2 separate regions of the Zea mays genome follow, and region 2 is linked to region 1. The links are chromatin contacts, called in public Hi-C maps. All regions are on one chromosome and are shown on one strand. Each heading gives the region's core, a stretch centred on a gene start, on an enhancer-like site or on the middle of the called end of the contact. The rest is flanking DNA. Distances are from core to core; before and after follow the strand shown.

Region 1 (6,841 bases), core at 3,000-5,499:
AAAAGGTAAGTGTGTATGTGTTTGCGAAGAGAATTAAAGGCAGGACGGCACAAAAGCTACCCTAACGGTGGTGAGGATGATGAACTGGTCACTGTTGTCGATCCTCCTCTGTGTCACCTCCGGCGCCAAGATGACGCCACAATCCTCGATATAGTAGTCGTCGAACGCACGCGACATGACGAGTACCGATGACTCTTGGTTGGGCTGCCAAACGAAGTGCACCCCGGGCTCATCAGCGAGGTAGTACCCCTGGCCGTTGCACCACCGAATGTGCTATTCCACTACATACATCATGTTCGAGGACACTCACACAACGTCAGCAACGTCCATCGTCCCAGCGCACAAGAATTCATGTCCGGTCAGTAGCGACTTACGTGGCAGGTTGGGCTTCAGGTGGACGATGAGCTGGACGGCGTGATGGCGTCGTCGTCGGATGCGGTGTCCAGAACAACCCGAGAGTCGTCGACGTTGGCGACAACCATGAGGCCCCCCTGCTTAACGATGGACAGCGCGGTGCAGCTGCTCTGGACCGCGTCCAAGCGGCGGCTTCGCGGGAGCTTGTCGTACACAGCGGCGCATGCGACCACGTAAGACTGCTTTTAGAGGTCGAACTGACGGTCGCCAAACTTCTTCTCGTCATCGATGAGCGACGACAACGCGAATGCCTCTTGCTCATGGAGTTTGTTCGGGGTTTGAAGTAGGAAACATGGATTCATGCTTGGCGTTGGTTTATGAAAATGACTCACAAGTCTGATCCATGGAAAAAAATATTACGAAGAAAAAATTTCACACATGCAAAAAAGGGAATTTAAGTATAATGCATTATTCAAACAAAAGAAATAGCATGCAAAGCTCTTCTTTAAATAATATTACCTCCATCCAAAAATATAATTCAAGAATATCGGTGATACTTATCTACTACTACGCATTGTGCAATGGTAGCAAGTGAGCTTGGAGAGAGATGTAGTAGATGTGTTTCCTGTCATAGATGTAGACATAAACACATATAGGTGCGTGCCCGTGCGTTGCAACGGAAACATTTAATATCCTGATAACTTATGAACAAATGTGTGTTATACTGTTATGTGAAAATGTTTCGTAATTAATTTGTGATCCTAGCCATACATAAATTTTGTTATTTCAATCTAACTATTTCATCACTACATTGCAACCAACAGTACCATGCAGACTTCTATACATGATAGCTGAATGCACGTGCATTGCAACGGGAATATATAATACCAGTATACTACGATAACTTATATACAAAATATGTGTTATACCGTTATGAGAAAATGTTTCATAATCAATTTGTGATTCTGGCCATACATAAATTTTGTTATTTATAATCTATCTGTTTCACCACTACATTGCAACCATCAGTATCATGCAGACTTTGATATATATCACGATTTGTATGGTCTCATTATTGGAGAGCACGTTTCACACATACCGGAAGAAATTCTCTCGTACATCGTTAGTCATTGGACACGTACCACCATACGCTTTTGCTTAAACAAAAAGGTAAGTGTATATTTGCAAGACTAATGGTCAAACATCGTATAACCACAAAGTTAGAATACTATATTAATATATTAAATAAATTAATCCAATAGACATAGATTAACCCAATTAACATAGGATAAATAAATATCTAATTATAAAAGTATGAAAGATCAGGGGCCAAGCTATAAATGTTTCCCTATTTTCTTTATTTTTAAACTAAAAATCAATTTCTAAACTCATTTTCCCTATTTTCTTTATTTCCTGGACTGCGTCCCAAATTCCAGAAAGATCAGGGGCCAAGCTATAAATGTTTTTCTAGACTCAGTGAGCATACAGAGTGGACGGTGGGTTAAACACAAAAGACGTTTTAGTTAAAGTTGTACACAATTCAACATGAGTTATGTTGGCTAGAGGATGGAAGGCTAGGCATTCTACTCAATAGATCCGAGGTTCGATTTCTAGGCATTAATGGTTTAATTTTTTTTTCTGCGTGGAAAACTGGTGTGCGGGATTGGACGGCTGAGATCGCAGAATGGCATAACACAAAAAGCCAGGACCGACAACCAACACTACAGTACTGCTGCTGCCACTGTACCGGGTTAGCAAAATACAGTAGTTTTGATGAGGAAACAAAAAAACAAAAGAGGGAACATGTGGGGGGAATTCGAAAAGGTGTGCCCGCCCGTAGCGTTATTGATTGATTGATTGCATGAATCCCAGCTTGCAGTTCTCCGTTTCTCTACATTTTTTCATGCTCGCCGCCTCCAGCAATTTTTTACACCCCCCAAGTTGCACCGATGAATGATACAAGTTGCGCGGAACTAACTCGCATATGTGTATTGTATATATATATAGCCGCAATAATTCTGGCACGGCGTCGGTCGGCAGCAGAGACAGAGAGCGAGAGACCCACCACGCCACGAACGCCGGGTCGCTTCACTGTGCGTCCATGCCATGCCACCGCCGACATCCAAACTCCCACGAAACGCGGCGGGCGAGGGTTCACATCGCCCGACGAGCGACGACCACCACCGCCACCCACACCGATCGGACGATACGAAAGAGTTCCGCAGTCCCGACCCGCCTAGCTAGCCTGCTAGCAGCCCGGCAGGCTGGGGCCCTCGGCCTTGGGCAGCGGCGGCGCCGTGGCGATGGCGGCGGCGGCCCCGTGCTCGGTGCGCCCGAGCCGGCCCACGCCGCCGGCGGCGGCGCCACGGGCCAAGGCGGCACCCGCCGCGGTCCGCGTGCGGCCCTTGCCGAGGTGGTGCTCGCAGAGCGAGTAGCCGACCAGCGTCGGCTGGCTGCACCGCCACCCGCGCCCGTTCACGCGGCTGCACCGCGACCCCTCCAGCAGCACCGCGGGGCCGCGCCGCTTCTTGCCGGCGGCCTGCTGCTGCTTCCTCCCCTCGTCCTTGGAGGCCGCCGCCACGGCCACGGGCGGCGCCGGCGCCGGCGCGGCGGGATGCACGGAGCCGTTGCTCGTCTCCCGTCGTGCCTCCGCCTCCGCCTTCACCGCCGCCGCCGCCGGATCGTAGCCGTTCACCGCACTGATTCTGCAGAGCGCAAACACATGTCCGCCCGTACGGGAGTGGTGATTCCAATGCGAGCCACGTAGACAAGACGTAGGTAAGTAATGTTATTGATATGAATGAATAGTTCAGTTCTGGTGGTGGTGGTGGTAACGTGTGCCGCGCGGGCGAGATCACGCGTGGGTGCAATGCAAGTGCAACCAAGACCGCTAGGCGCTGCTAATAGGCTTCGCTGTGATCGACAACAAGTAGGCAGCACCCCCAAAGTGTCGAGCAGCGACCAAAGCCAAGAGGGGTCGGCCGGCCGTCGGCATGGGGGCATGGGCATGGGCTAGGGGAGCAGAGCAGGAATCATGTCATGCGCCGGATGGATCATGGTCATGGTCATGGCCATGGGAGGACGTGCCCACACTACACTACACTACACTACAGCTACAGGGGTGTTTTGTCTGACACTGGCTGACTGCAGTGGGGAGGACAGGTGGTGCACTAAAATAAAACTGGATCGACCCATGGACTCCCTCCCTCCCTACCTCATGGGTCAAGCTGGCATGGCATGGCATCGCATCGCACACTATGGAACAGTACAGCTGAGCAGGTACTGAGGAAGGAGATCAAAAGCAGGAGAACCTATCGTGCCGTCAGAATTAGCAAAGTTGCTACCATTCTCTCTTCTTTCCGTGTGCAGCTGCTTATATATAATCCGCGTACCTCATGCGGCCATCAGCAGCGCCACGCGGTGCGCCCAAGCTCCTGCCGCCGCGATCCACCACCAGCACGGCCGCCGCATTGTCGTCCTGCGGAGTCGGCAGCCACGGGAGAGCAACAACGGCCTCAGCTAGATCTAGCTAGTCACCATCTCCTCCATGAACCCGGTCCTTGGAAACACACAGACATACCTGCGGCAATGCCATGCGCCTGCTGGCTCCAGATTCGTGCGCGAGATCCGCGCTCGCACGCAGCATCCTGGCCTCGCGATCCTCGTCCTCGCCCTCGCCCTCGCCTGCCAGCAGCCACCCGCGGTTCCTCGCGGCATTCGGCGGCGGGATCTGCGGCGCGGTGGATGCGGCCAGATCTGAGGCGGCGGGCTGCGGCCGCCGCCTGATCCTCATGGGCGACAGGCAGAGAGGGGAGAGGAGGCCTGGATGGGAGAGAGAGAGAGAGAGGAGAGAGGGGAGGGGCAGGCAGCCGGGTAAGGGTGGAGTGGAGATGGAGATGGAGATTTGGGGGGGATGGTGCAAATTAAAGTGCGAGGGCTTTTGGTTCCGCCTTGCCTTTTATGCCGCCTCCCTCATGCTTCCGCATTTATTTATGGGGATGCAGATGCAGTGATGAGTTTTAGAATAGTGCTAGACGGTGCAGTTTTCGGCACTGCCTGCTGCCTGCTGGCTTGGCCTTGGCTTAGCCGGGCGGGCAAGACATGCGATGCGCGCGCCCCGCAACAGCGAGCACCGGACGCCGTCGCCCGGGCCCTCGGATCAGGCAGGAACCGGAGGCGGACGGCCTGGAGCTGCGGCGCATGTTAAAGCTTGGCGAAATTTATTCGCCGTTTTTTAACAGAAATCACACAGCGTTTTGAATACTAGACTAGATTATCCAAACAAAGCCGCATGAGTTGGAGAAACAGTCAGATCAGGGGTGGGGCGGGGGCGGTGGTTTAGTCAGACGGAGCAGTGGCGAAGTACTGGGGGGGCGGGGGCGAACAGGGGAGTAAAGCGAAGGTTGGGGCGCTGTCAGGGGGGAGCATGTGTGGTCGACGCGTCCAGCTTTTGGGCAGCAGGGAGGAAAGGAAGAAGCCCAGTGGCAGTGACGACGACGGATCATTTCGACTCGCCGGGCGGGCACTGGACGGTCAGTTGGCGCCCCATATATAGACGCCGCCGCGTCGTGGGGGGCATTTCCGTCCCGGTGCTAGCAGGCTCGCTCGACCCATGGCGCGGCTGGATCTGGATCCGTCCAGATTTGCACAGTTTGCATGGCTGGGCTAACGGATCGAGCCGAAGGAGGGCACGGAACACGGCAAGATTGCCGCTCTGGTGCTTGCGTTGCGAACTGGCATCTCTCCGTCCCAGACTCCCAAGTACAGCGTGAATACCTGCCATTTGCCAATGCCGCACGGCACGAGGGAGGAGGAGCGGACGATATGGGCCAAATTAAGGAGCTGCGCAGAAGAGGCCCTTCGTGGGCTGAGGCCTGAGGCACACTGCTCCTTGGGCCCATTGACATGCTACAGAGTCAGAAAGCATTCAGCACGAACAGCTCGCAGATCATCGAAGCATATTAGGATGAAGAACAGCTTCGAGCCATTCGGTAAGACACTTAGACACAGCTCTCAAATCGCCGGCACGATCGAACAGCTTGCTAGAATCAGTGCATCTAGCGGCATTTAAGTAACCATTTTTAAACTTTTAAATTCTTCTCTCTATAGTAGGCTAAACCCTTCTTCTCTTTTATAGTAGGAAATACTTATCATAAATCTGCACTCAATCGCATTTTTGATCGGCAAAAAAAACGAAATATCTTAGTTTTATACCTTTGCTTTAAGCACATATTTTTTGTTTTTTCTTCTTCTTTATTTTGTTATGTTCAGCACTTATGGTCATCACCGTCCTTTTTTTTATGTGTTGGAAACTGAACCCATACCCTAACCAGGGATGGGGAGTAGTATTAATAGAGTAGTAACTGGGCCAGGCCCATTACAGAGAGGGGTGAGACGGTAATTACAACTCAAACCCTAGACTCCTAGACGGGTAGTCTAACACCCCCCCGCAGTCACAACTCTATCCTGTACAGATGTTGAGACTGGATCGAAAGTCTAGAAATACACTCGACGGTAGGCCCTTGGTGAAGATGTCGGCGAACTGCAGCGTGGTGGGGACGCTGAGAACACGAACGTCACCGGCAGCGACACGCTCGCGGACGAAGTGAAGGTCGATCTCGACGTGCTTCGTGCGCTGATGCTGCACGGGGTTGGTGGAGAGGTAGACCGCACTGACGTTGTCGCAGTAGACGAGTGTGGCGCGCTGAAGAGGACTGTGAAGCTCGTGGAGGAGCTGGCGCAGCCAGGAGGCCTCGGCCACACCGTTTGCCACGGCACGGTACTCGGCCTCAGCGCTGGAGCGAGAGACGACGGGCTGCCGCTTGGCGGCCCAAGAGACGAGGTTGGCGCCCAGGAACACGGCGTAGCCGGAGGTGGACCGGCGCGTGTCAGGACAGCCAGCCCAGTCAGCGTCGGTGTAGACCACGAGCTCCGACGTCGGGGATGGGCGGAGTAGGAGGCCGTAGTCGAGGGAGCCGCGGAGGTAGCGTAGAATCCGCTTGAGCGCAGTGAGATGGGGCTCCCGCGGAGTGTGCATATGCAGGCACACCTGCTGGACAGCGTAAGCGATGTCGGGCCTGGAGAACGTGAGGTACTGGAGCGCGCCGGTGAGGCTCCGGTATGACGTCGCGTCGGCGACCGGAGGCCCGTCGTCCTCAGAGAGCTTCGCCTGAGTGTCGACAGGCGTGGAGCAGGGCTTGCAGTCAGACATGCCAGCCCGCTCCAGGATGTCGATGGCGTACTGGCGCTGGTGGAGGAAGAGACCCTGAGGCCGACGTTCGGCGGTGATGCCGAGGAAGTGGTGGAGGGGCCCCAGGTCCTTCATCGCGAACTCCCGCTGGAGGGCGACGATCGTGCGGTGTAGAAGGTCGGCGGTGGATGCCGTGAGCACAATGTCGTCGACGTAGAGCAGGAGATAGACGGTGTCGTCGCCGCGCCGGTAGATGAACAGGGACGTGTCCGACTTGGCCTCGACGAAGCCGATGGA
Region 2 (6,841 bases), core at 3,230-5,729, 370 kb before region 1:
GCATGGTCGTTAAAGTGGAAGGGCATGTCTTGATCATTTTGTCTGACACAACTAAAGAACATGTGAGTGATTGTATTTTCACAATTATGAAGAAAATTTAAGCTGATCTATTTGAAAGAATTTGTTGTTCTCAATGTGCTCTTGTTGGATGACACAGATCCGTGTGTTTGCTGATCATGTCGTCGAAAGCTCTGAAATCACCACAGGAATAACCAGAATTGGTGATTATGAACTGCATGATCTTGTCCTTTTAGAGTAAGACTACTCTTCGAATAAACACTCGTAGCTCGTTTATTTTGATTACTTAACTGTATTCGTCAATCCATTTTCAGCAACTTGTCATTTGGAGTAATTATAAGGGTGGAAGCTGAAGCATTTCAGGTAATTATATTATATTATTCTAGTAAGGGTGATTATACTTCACACTATAATTACTAAGGTGTATATTTAGGTTCTGAAAGGAGTGCCAGATAGACCTGAAGTTGTGCTCGTGAAACTAAGAGAAATAAAAAGCAAAATTGAAAGGCGCTCATCAGCTAAAGATCGTTCTAATAATATTATCTCTGCAAAGGATGTTGTAAGGGTTGTTGAAGGAGCATGCAAGGTATGTCCCAGTTCTGTTATGATTTTGGTTGGTTGTTTTGACTCTTGTTTATCTGTTACCTTTATTGTATTTACATCCATGTTTTGCCAAATTAGGGGAAACAAGGACCTGTGGAACACATACACAAGGGGATGCTGTTTATCTATGACAGGCATCACCTTGAACATGCAGGTTTTATTTGTGCAAAAGCGCAATCTTGCCTTCTTGTTGGTGGATCAACTGGTGGCCGTCGAGGAAATGTTTGTACTGAATCCTTTTGATCCTTAGTTACACTTGAGAATCTGTCTCATTTTTCGCTTTACTGATTCAGGGTATGGACACAGCTGATGCACGGCTTGATGCTTTGCGATCTTCAGCAAGCATTCTGCAATCTCCAGGAAGGCTGCCCCCAAGAGGACCTAATATGAATTGTATGATCTTATTTTGATACTTCCGCTTTCCAAGTTCGTAGGCTTATTTTTGCCTGGATATGTTACAGAGGACTATTCAAATATTCTACATTTCTTGAAGCAAAGGTAGTTACTTTGTAGCAGCTGTAGATTATATATTAATATAGCCTTGCCATCTAATGCAGATGGTGGAAGGTTTGGAGGCGGCCGTGGTGGTAGAGGATATGATGCCTTGGTGGGTAAATGTATCAAAATTAAATCTGGCCCTTATAAGGGATACCGTGGCCGTGTTAAAGAGGTGACTGGTGCACTCGTACGTGTAGAGCTTGATTCATTGATGAAGATTGTCACAGGTGAATCCTCTTATTGTTATCTATGCCCTGTGACTTATCATATGTTGGAGGCTAATATGACTAATACACAGTTAAAAGAGATGATATCGCTGACACACCTACAGTCGCGACGCCATTCCGGTAATATCTTGTCCACTTATTTAAGCAATCTTTTCTTATGTATTTTGCTAATTGAATATTATCATGTCATCAGTGAACCTCGTTATTCATTGGGTGGTGAAACACCAATGCACCCGTCTCGAACACCGCATCATGCTTATCAGACTCCAATGCGGGACCCTGGAGGTTTGTTTGCCTTTTGTCCTCGTATTTCCATATATGTTCCTCTAGGTCAAAGGATACATCTTTTCACCCATGAGCTGCCACTGGTTTTTAGTTGTGTTTTGAGTCTCCCCACATTACAAGTTGCTTCCCATGGTTGATACATTTGTTTTCTTATATCTAATTGTTCTTAAATATCCTTTTTCTACGGATTTTATAAAAAGGAAAGATAATGCTTTTTTGGGTCCTTTCGTCTGGGCACTGGCCTGTGTGTTTGTCCCTTATTTGTTGCAATGAACAAGAGAACCTAAGCTGTGACCTCAAATCAAGCATACGTACCATAATAAGCTTTCAATGAGAATCTATATTGGCATCATCTGTTCCATGCATTCAGTATGTCATTCATTTTGCGTTTGCTACAGCAACACCAATACATGATGGAATGCGGACTCCCATGCGAAGTCGAGCCTGGGCTCCTATGAGTCCTCCAAGGTTGTAATTTTTTTCCACAATGATTTTTTTTATCGATGTATCCTGGAACTAGGGTTGGGTCTGCTTGGGACAAAAAGATGATTTCTTTGTTCCAAACAGCAGCTTGCTGTTTACTTTTGTATTTGGACTCGAAAGGTAGACATTGATATATGGTTTGTTATTGTGTTGGTCATTTACCAGGGACAATTGGGAAGATGGAAATCCTGCTACTTGGGGTAGCAGTCCAGCTTACCAGGTTAGGTTCTGCTGCTCCTGTCCTATTCCTTATTTACTTTTTAGTAACTTGTTTTGTCCAGATGTGTAACTCCTACGTGTATTCTTGCGATTATCCAAACTTTTCAGCCAGGAACCCCACAAGCTCGGCCATATGAAGCCCCCACACCTGGATCGGGGTGGGCAAATACTCCAGGAGTTAGTTTCAATGACGCTCCTACTCCCAGGGATAACTATGGTATAGAAATCTATTTGATTATTTATTCAGTGTACTATTGTAACTATGCGTTTATTCTGTATTGTGTGGATACTTACGCGAATGATGCTATTTTTTCCACATTCTGATCTCTTAGCAAATGCCCCAAGTCCATACGTGCCTTCCACACCTGTTGGTCAACCAATGACGCCAAACTCAGCCTCGTACCTTCCAGGCACACCTGGTGGTCAACCAATGACCCCAGGCAATGCTGGGATGGATATGCTGTCCCCAATAATAGGTGTGCTGTTGTGATCACTATGTTCTCAGATTTTAATGTGCTGCTGTGCTTTTATAGATATCTAACCATGTGGCGCAATGCCTGCAGGTGGTGATGGTGAAGTTGCATGGCTGTTGCCGGATGTTTTGGTCAATGTGTTGAGGGGAGGTGATGACGGCCCTGGCGTGGTTAGGGAAGTACTCGGGGTACGTGTGTGGTGGACTAGAAAATTGTGTTGAGTTTCATCCAGCGCCATTGCTCATGTGCACTTCAACTTACAGGATGGATCTTGCCGGGTTGCACTTGGGTCGTCGGGCAACGGTGACGTGGTGACGGTCCTTGCGAACGAGGTCGAGGTCATCAGGCCGAAGAAGAGCGACAGGATCAAGATATTGAACGGCAATTTCCGTGGGTACACAGGAAAGCTCATAGGTATAGATGGTTCTGACGGAATAGTGAGGCTTGACGAAACATACGAAGTTAAGATCTTAGATATGGTGATTTTGGCCAAACTGGCCACTTAAGATCTTAGATGTATATGTTGTAACGTGTCCGTCATAGAACGTATTCTGTAACAATGCCCTCGTTTGCAATAAAGCTTTGCTTATTTGCACCATCATTTTCGATTTTCTGCAGCTCTTTGTTCTGCTTGAGGGACTTTTCGTTGAAACGCATGTCACAAATCGAACTATAAGTTGTAACATATGAAAAAGGAAATATCGAACTGCATTTCTATGGCGTTCTTTACTAAGGTCCTGTAACTTTTATATCCGATCTTTACACAAGAACAAAAAACTCCCTATCCCTTTTCAGTCACATAAATAAGAATAGTCAAAATGGCAAGCGTTATATTCTCGAGCAAGCAAGCGGCGAAAAGCCGTGATATCGCTCGTGGGCTTCAGTAATTCTTGGTGAGAGTCTCCCCGACGACGTCCTGCCTGCACTGCTGGAACACCTGCAGGATGTTGCGGTAGGGGCTGCTCCTGGACGACGGCGAGGCGGTGCCGGAGCGGTGGCGCTTGCTGCTCGACGGCCGCGATTCCGGGCTGAGCGCTTCGTCCGCCTCTCGCGCAGGCCGCTCCATCTCCGGCGCAGCGTCCTTCCACAGAGTCTCCAGGAACGACTCCTTCAGCGCCCCATCGACCTGATGATCAGACAAGCAAAACGACGTTTCGTCTTCAGTTGCGGCCGATGGCGGAAGCAGACCGCGCGGCGTGGGAGTCGAATCGAATCGAGGGGGGAATGGGGGATTGGAATTGAATCGCTCACCGTAAGAGGGCAGAACTCCGGCATGGGCCACGCAACGGGCCCGCCTTCGTCGGGAGGCTCCGGCAGGGGTTCCACGGGCGCCATCTCATCTTCCATCCTTGCGTCCGCGACGCCGACGCTGCCCCCGTAGACGACGGCGTCGCCTGCAGCCGCCTCGACCTTATCCTGCGCTCGCAAACAAAGATCACCCATGGTCAGCAAATACCAGGGAGGGCAACGGCGACCCTATCGATCGCGCACGCGGGGACAGACGGCCGGAAAGAGGCGAGGCCGAGGGTTCGATTCCGGGTACCATGAAGCTCGCGCTAGCCTCCACCATCCGATCCCCACCCCGCTTCGCCTCGGATTCCGAGAACGTATCGGCGCCTTGCCTTCCCCCTCCGGTCGATGCTCGAGGCGGGGAGAGGGGGTTCGAGTTTGAAATGGGGGAGAGCGCAACGGCCGCGTATATTATGGGATGGGAAATGGCCAAATGGGGGACATCTGGGAGCAGATGTGGGGATTTTGGGAAAACGCAACGGTTACTTTTTGGGCCGTGCCAGAAGGAGAAGCCCGCTCGCGGGTTTGTCGAGGTGGATCCGATTTGGGGGCCAGCCGGCCAGGTGAGGGGATCAGTGAAAAGGTGAAGGACGGAATCACGGAACCATCTAAAAATTCATATGCAAGACATAGCTATAGATTTCTAAAAATCTGGTTCTAGATATGAACGGACCATAATAACTCTAGAAATCTGGAGAATATGAGGTAGGAGATGATTCCGAATTGAATTAGATAAATCTATAGATTTTTAATCTATTCCGTTGTTGTACCAGTTTAGTTGATATTTTAGATTTTTGGCAGCAAATCTAGTTTAGAAAGCCGAACCAAACACAAATTTAATAAGTCTGCGTGTGTGTTTGTATTACTGGACTAAAGTCTAGTTTGGGATATCAGATGTTTTGATAGAAATTTAAAAGTTTAAACGTTAGCTAATTATAAAACTAATTGTTTATGTCACGAGACAAACTTATTAAGACTAATCTGTACTATACTTAAAGCATCAGTTTCAACGGTCGTCCTGTGTCAACTTTTTACAAAAAAAAGTCTATACATTTCTTCTAAATCAACTCAGCGTAAAATGTTAAAAAACGGTACAAAAGGTGGGTGGGGTTTAAACCCACACCCTGATAGAAGAATGGTGTGGGACACTGGGCGAAGCTGTCTAACCAGTAGAACATCATGCTCAGATGTTTATAATATTGAATATAAATTGTACATAATGTATATATATTTTTTTTGTAAAATAAAAAAATAATCGCGTTGGGCCACCTCATTCTCGGCAAAGGGCGTAGGAGCATGCGCCTCCTCCCCGTATTCGTCCGACACCAGCCCCGACATCGACTCACGCAATGGCTATTGCACGACCACAAGGATGTTTCACATCATGTGCGCACCATCGTTTTCGCCATCGTCGGACGTCCCGTTCGTCTTCCCGGCCTTCGCCCGGTTCTTCCTCCCCAACCTGCTGCCCCGCCCACGGTCGCAGCCGCTCGCCGACGCGGGTATGGGGCGAGTCAGTCATGCTTCTGGCCTTTCTCCGTGCGTGCCGTCGAGGAGGACATGGTGGCGCCTGCCACGCTTAGGTTATCTTGGCGATGAGGAGTACAGGTCTGAGATATTGGACAACCAAGGCCCGTAGCGTGACAACAGTCAGCATATGCTACGGAGTTGGTGGTGGTGTTGTGTCGCTTCGGCGGGTCTAGGACTGGGAAGACACTCGTATTCTCTCGCCCTTGTCGGATTGACGCCTGGTGCGGGTGCCTCTCGGTTTAGAGCTGCTCCGGCTGGGCTTATTTCTCCACTTGCGTGCTCTCTCCCTATATGTCTAGCAGTATACTACCTATGCCGTCTCCAGATGCCCATGTCTTAGTTGTGTCCTTCTTCGGCAACGAGTATGTGCGCCTCTTCGCTTCCCCTCCTGCTCTACGAAACCTTGGAAGTGGGGAGGCGAGGGATAGGGGTCTCTGATTTGCTGTCTATGGTACCCTTGCGTTCATAAAAATTATTAAGCGAAGAGCGAACATAATCAATAAAAAATTTTGAGATCTTTTTGGTGGATAATTTACGTAGGTATTGTTGTGAGCAGTCGCAACACACGGGTAACAGACTAGTTAATCCATAATTAGCACATGTTTAATTCGTGAGTAAATCGTGGATTAATTAAACTTAATATATTTGTCTCACGAATTAGCCATGATTTATACGGTTAGTTTTATAACTAGGTTATGTTTAGTCATTATTATCGGTATCTAAAATTTGATACGACTCAACTAAAGGTTAAACCTAAAGATCCAAATAGCCTCTAGGTTTGGGCTTCACATTCTTGATATTCCTGGACATGATATTTGCGGTTCGCCAGTAGCTCCCATACACATTCGGCCATTCCTTCCGCGGATTGGAAGCCGGCGCATGAAACAATAATACTAGAAAGTTCCATGGGCCGAGAATGGACTTCGGGCCTCTAGTGTTCATGAGCTCTCTCTCGTTCGTGCCTAGAGGTGCAGCCCATAGTCCCGCATTTCTCATCGGATTGACGCGGACGCGGATGAGATGCTGCGAGGCTTTCCGATCCCGGGAGGACCACCACAGGCCACAGCTACAGGGAGGACTGGGGACGGACTTAACGCGGAGAGGGTACGGTGGCTACGGAGGGGCGGACACTCTACGGAGCTTAGGTCCTTTTTTTTTTGGAACAATCCATTTTTTTAAGAAATCGGTTTTTTAGTTTTTAACTAGCAGAGGCGA

The links. A called contact is a pair of places that touch in the nucleus more often than the background predicts.
Region 2: a Hi-C map of endosperm shows a contact between it and region 1, with 2.9 times the contacts expected there. The contact joins the promoter of LOC100278008 here to the promoter of LOC100275489 in region 1. A contact is called at or near these places in 4 of 25 Hi-C or Micro-C datasets (bundle sheath, ear, endosperm and 1 more) and 1 of 3 datasets of contacts at active chromatin or transcription factors (leaf).

What each region holds. Positions count from the first base shown.
Region 1 is chr9:10,674,809-10,681,649 of Zm-B73-REFERENCE-NAM-5.0, forward strand. LOC100275489 reads right to left here and starts at 4,250. Exons shown (of 3, transcript NM_001149551.2): 1 at 3,935-4,250; 2 at 3,747-3,832; 3 at 2,167-3,059. The coding sequence starts at 4,147. The coding sequence ends at 2,603.
Region 2 is chr9:10,301,549-10,308,389 of Zm-B73-REFERENCE-NAM-5.0, forward strand. LOC100278008 reads right to left here and starts at 4,480. Exons shown (of 3, transcript NM_001151010.2): 1 at 4,350-4,480; 2 at 4,058-4,222; 3 at 3,495-3,932. The coding sequence starts at 4,376. The coding sequence ends at 3,687. LOC103637903 (putative transcription elongation factor SPT5 homolog 1) reads left to right here. Exons shown (of 22, transcript XM_008660913.3): 8 at 1-62; 9 at 158-255; 10 at 333-381; 11 at 452-604; 12 at 700-843; 13 at 915-1,014; 14 at 1,179-1,346; 15 at 1,418-1,466; 16 at 1,540-1,631; 17 at 2,030-2,099; 18 at 2,280-2,334; 19 at 2,442-2,550; 20 at 2,666-2,809; 21 at 2,897-2,994; 1 more. The coding sequence ends at 3,312.